2 separate regions of the Mus musculus genome follow, and region 1 is linked to region 2. Evidence: chromatin contacts called from public Hi-C data. All regions are on one chromosome and are shown on one strand. The core of a region is the stretch at or near the end of the contact, and the rest is flanking DNA. Distances in the headings are between cores, read along the strand shown.

What was found. Hi-C and Micro-C count contacts between places; a contact is called where the count stands out from the background.
Region 1: a contact with region 2 is called in a Hi-C map of liver, with 5 times the contacts expected there. The contact joins two enhancer-like sites.

Annotation. Positions count from the first base shown.
Region 1 is chr5:151,408,783-151,411,482 of GRCm38.p6, forward strand. All of the region lies in intron 3 of 1700028E10Rik (RIKEN cDNA 1700028E10 gene), which reads left to right. The region is part of intron 1 of Gm3704 (predicted gene 3704); the gene reads left to right. It also overlaps a transcript of Stard13 not described here. Among named protein-coding and RNA genes, the nearest start is that of Gm3704, 3.6 kb to the left of the region's middle. Within about 2 kb of position 1,384, at least 12 of the 459 cell types and tissues checked have an H3K27ac peak or open chromatin away from gene starts, as enhancers often do. A contact at or near this core is called in liver, where this site is marked.
Region 2 is chr5:150,269,211-150,271,995 of GRCm38.p6, forward strand. All of the region lies in intron 1 of Fry (FRY microtubule binding protein), which reads left to right. Among named protein-coding and RNA genes, the nearest start is that of Fry, 11 kb to the left of the region's middle. Within about 2 kb of position 1,476, at least 12 of the 459 cell types and tissues checked have an H3K27ac peak or open chromatin away from gene starts, as enhancers often do. A contact at or near this core is called in liver, where this site is marked.

The DNA.
Region 1 (2,700 bases), core at 134-2,633, 1.1 Mb after region 2:
GGACTGTGGCAAATCGCACCCAAACAAGAGAATACCATGAAAGAGCCAGGGAATCCCACTGAGATAGAAATCTTCAGTACAGGCTACATTGTATATTAGAAGCAAGATTGATGAATTCTCCTAACAAATGGAGATTCTCTAGATACTTAAAAGTTACACTCATATAAGAATTTAGCAAGGCCTAGGAAATAGGGGGGTTGTGATATTGCATTATTCATGAGGCCTGCCAAGAGCAGAACACACCCCCCCCCCCCCCCCCCCCCGTGCTAGCCTTCACAAGGATCAAAGGTAGAGCACTAGAGTGTGAAATCCTTACCTGTCACTAAGCTGACCCTAGGCAGGACTGCTTTATCTTCTTTACTGTAAACATTTACCTGGTTCCTGTAAATCCTTTTGAAATCATTCCTTTGTTTTGTGTCAGGCAACTTCAATGTACTTTGCCTGCTGTGACTCCCGGACCCCTTGTATTTTCTGTACTATATAACACTGGTGTTTACTTTGTGAGAATACATTCAGATCACCCACCAACACCTTGCCCACCTGCCCCAGAGACTCGTTCCATGCAGACAAAGGGACCCAGAGGGTCTGCTGCACTCTGGGTCCTTCTAGTGCCAGAGCTCCTGAATAGCCCACACATTTCTTTTTCCTTCAACTGCAATCTACCCCTTAGAAATAAATGAGCTTTCCCTAAGCCCTGTAATTAGAATTCAAATGTAATATTCAAATAGCCTATAATTAGAATATAAATAGCCTCTAAGTAGCCCATGCAAATGAAGGTATTAATGAATTACAAATCACTAAAGGAAATAAAGGGGGTGGCAGGCCATCCCTATGCTGGTCCCCTCCAGCCATGCAGTTGTGTTCAACAGCCTGCTAGAAGTCAGGGTCTTTTGGCTGGGACAGACCTCAAACTTGCTTCAATAAGGGAAAAAAACAAAAAAAAACCCAAAACATGTTTTATATAATTCACAAATACCCCTGACACACACACACACACACACACACACACTACAAAATTTTTTGGTTCGTTTTGTTTGTGGTAGGTAGGGAAAGAACCCCCCCCCCCCCACACACACACACACACGTACACACTCCTTCCACACTGCTGCTTATTAAGTAAAACAATTCTTCTATGGCATTCCTACTGTGTTTTTAGAACTATTTTAGATACACGCTTTCTTTCATTGAATTTTCCAGGAGAAGACATGAAAGACCATTCTCATTCTCACTTGTAGACAGAAGAAAGCAGGACTCTAGAAAACCGACTTGTCCAATCTTGTAATTTTGGTAGTAAAACGTTGCTACATCCCAAACAGCTCACTGGAACAGAAATAGACTGTTAATGTTTTTTGGTCATGCCAATATAAAAGAGGAAAATAAATATTGACTCTAAGAATTAATCTCAAGGTTCAACTATTGCAACATAAGGGTAGATTTGGCTCTCACCTGTCAGTTGTAACTCCCATTCTGACCCCGCCCCCAGGCCCTTTGAAACTAATGCTTTATCTCTTACCACTTTATGCCTTTCTTCTCTCTTTTTTTTTTATTTTTTCATTAAATTTCAAATTAGCACAAAATATGCACAAGAAGGTAGCTAGAAGGATGATCATGTTAATAAGTTGGTGAGAGTTGTTGAGGCAGTCTTTGTGGATAGGGAACACACATTTACATGAGTGTACCTGTGTGTGTGCAGGTTTGCGTGACATGCTCTGTGTGTGAAGGCACAAGGACCAAGCCTTTCTTAATGGCTTCCCCTCAGGTCTCTCACTGAACCCAGAGCTCATGGAGTCAGCTAAACTAGCTGACCAGTACGAACTTCTTACTCGAGCCTCCTTAGTACTGGGATTATGGGTTCATTTGGCAATGCCTCGTTTCTCTTCCTTTGCTGTGATAAATACACTCTGACTAAAAGCAAAACAGCAACTTAGAGGAGGAAAGAGTTAATTTGGCTTAATCAGAAAACATGAAGGAATGCAGTTTGCTCGCTCTCTCTCTCTCTCTCTGTCTCTCTCTCTCTCTGGCTCCTGCTTTGTTAGCTTTCTTATATAGTGTAAGATGCACTGATCAGAGCATGGTGCTGCCCAGTGACTGTGCCCTTCTACACAAGACAATCAAGACAATCTCTTCACTGGCATGCCCACAGACCACCCTGATAAAGACAATTCTTTAACTGAAACTGTTTTTCAGGTGATTTTAGGCAGTATCAAATTTATAGTGAGTGCTGAGACACTAAACTAAAGCTATCTTTTTTTTTTTTTTTTTTTGATGGTTATACCAGGAGAGATGGATAGCAGTCTATAGGGTAGAAACTAAGGATTGTGAATAAAGTAAAAGCTTTTTTTTTAAAAATCTGAATTTAAAAATCTATGAGTGGAGGGCAGAGTTGAGGGAAGAAGAAGGAAGAGGAGAGAGATCTCGAGGGAAATGTTCAATATCTGTGGCACAAGAAGAGACCACGGAGACAGTGTGCTAATAGAGTAATCAGCTGCTGAGAAGGTGACTACAAAAAACTGAACTTCCAGTGTTCCAGGCACCCTGAGGGAACTTCTCAACAACCCTACAGAATAGTGAATGAATATGAGGAGCACTGTTCATACACCAAAGATCAGAGACCCCACATAACCTGCCCTGGGACACAGCCAGTCAGCAGCACTGCTGGGTAGGAAAAACATCTGGTTGAACCTGGTGTTCCAAAGAGCT
Region 2 (2,785 bases), core at 226-2,725:
CAGGGAGAGGCGCCCTATGACCCAAAGACAGTGTGGCATGCAGGCCTTGGGGAACATTATTTTGGAGAATGTGTTTGATAGCCTGTTGGTCCTAGCTTTGTATATTTTTACATTCTTCTCTTCAGAGGACATTTGGAAGGAAGCCTGGTGTTTACGGGGCTGGCTTTGTAAGAACATTTTGAAATACTTCTCCTAGCAGGATAGCTAAAGGAGAAGAAATGTACACGTTGGTTTTTTCTTTTAATTTTTAAATTTTTTTGCCTTAGACCATGAAGGAACGCTTGCTTAGATTTTCCTAGGTATAGTAGCCTTCAGATAGGCACTCTTTACACTACAGCAATGGGAAGAGACATGTCGGCTTCCTTTTTTATTGTGCATTTGTGGTTCCTACCCCCTTCTTTTCATTTTTCTTCCTTTGTTTCATTTCATCAGGGTGTTGCTATATAGACCTCACCGACTGGCTTACAACTTACTACATAGACAGTGTTGACCTTGAACTAGTGGCAATTCTCCTGCCTCTGCTTTCTGATTCCTGAAAACATCAAGTTCCACATCCATGTTTCTTATTCTGTGTGGGTGGTGGCATCCTGAGTCCAGTTGGTTCCAAGCTTCTGTGTCCCATCCCTCGTCCCCATCCCCAAAGCTGGTCTTGTCCTCTCAGGTCCCACAGTTCTTTCTCCCAGATCTGGGATCATGGGGTACACACAGCATGCTGCCATGCTTCAGAAAATGTTTGCCCACAGGACAAATTCAAAGGCAGTTAGTTACCTTTTCGTTTTGAGTGGCTCTGCGTCTCTTCGGTGTGTCTTGGGACTTAAAGAGCAGTGTGCACATGTGCACTCATCACCGGGAGACAAAGTAAATTACATATTTCTGTAAGTTAACGTTCATATCCCACCACTCACCTATAATCTTACAATCACGCCCTCTCTCTCTTTCTCGGAGCGCACTAGCACAAGCATTTACAATGTTAGTCACCCATAACTCCAGATGCTAAGCAGGGGAAGTTTATATTCTACCAGCACAACTCTGTAATGAGTCTGATTTGGCTTAATTCCTTTCTACTGTGCTGTCATTTGCTGAGCCGAGGATGGAAGTTTAAGCCAAACCCATACCATTTTGGCGAATGCTTTTCGAGAGGCCGTGAGAGTTTGTTGACGTGTCAATTTAAGGGAGCTGAGATCTTTTTCAGGAAGGCGTCCAGAGCTTCACGAGTGCTTTTTATCAACTTTAATTTGATAAACAACTCGGAAGGCTTCTGTCGTTCTTAATCAATGACAGAGTGTGAAGTAGTTTAGCACAGCTTTGAAAGCCCAGGATTTCTCAGCCACCTCCACAAGAGCCAGTGAGAGTATGGAAATACATGATTAAATCCACATCTGAGAGAGACTTCTTGCCGAAGCATCAGACGCACTAGCCTGACCTCTTAGAGTTTAGTTTCAGACAGGTAAATATGTATTTTGGCAGCCGGTGGAAGGATAGGGTATTAGATTAACTAGCATGTCACTTTAGTAAAATTCCATTTGAACATTGTATTTATGTAGGTGGGGCTTGGTCATCAATAAAATGGTTTGCTGGTTAAGAGATTAATCAATCAAATGATTCTATTTCTGGATAAGTTCTAGTCTTTGAACTCTGTCTGTCTGTCTGTCTTTCTCTCGTGTGTGTGTATGGTTTGTATTTATGATGTGTAGTGTGTGTGTGTGTGTGTGTGTGTGTGTGTGTGAGAGAGAGAGAGAGAGAGAGAGAGAGAGAAATCCCACATGGCTGTTTCTTCTTACTTCCTTATGAAGACAGAGCAAACCTGGCCCTTTTGTCTCCTGCTTTTGAATATGAAGTGGTTTTAATATTCTCACTGAAAAATGGCACTGTGTGCACCTTGCATTTATCAGCTATTCCTGCAACTCTGTGAATGCTAAGCTGCAAGAGGGTTAGTGGTATGGGTGTTGAACTTTACTGATCAAAAGGAGATGGAATCTCAGACCTGCACAGCTTCCTGGCGAGGCCTGCTCTTCTGTAACTGGAATAAGAGAAAAACCCACCCTGCATAGGCCATCAGATTATTTTGTTTATATACATATGTGTGTGTATATGCACGTATTAATATTCCATGTATATATGTACATATGAAATAATATGTGTCAATATAAATACATGCTATGTATATGTCTATAAACAGTGAAGTGACTATTGCCTAACAGTAAATCTGAATGGGTTGTCTCCTCCTTGAGGTGGCAGCAGCCTTGGTTTCTTGGTCTGAAGATGTTTTTCTTCCTTATGACTTGAAATATGGTGAGTAAGAAAATTGCTGGAATTCTAGAGACTTTGAGATATAAACCATGCGGCCCAGCATTTGCTCAGCATTCAGTTTCATAAACCATGGTCAGTATCCAGAAGGCGAGAGGGATGAGTGTATGAGTGTTAAAAGGGTGAAGCACCGTATGCTTTACACCAACAGCAAGTATTCAAAACAATGGAAATGGGGAAAGGGTGTTCTGAGTAAATAGAACCTATGATCCCTGGATTGGAGGCAGCTATGAACCTCTAATAGGAGGCCAACTACGCATGTGTGTGTGTGTGTGTGTGTGTGTGTGTGTGTGTGTGTGTTGTAACAAGTTTACTTCTCAGATTGTATTTTCTGAAGATCAGATTTTTAAAAATAAATCTCCTCTGAGAATGAAGCCTAGAAACTGAATGTCAATATGGTCTTACCCAGAGTACCTTTCTATTTCAGAACCTCTAAAATTAACCTGCTATTTTTTTAATGAGCTTCCTGCATCTTTAA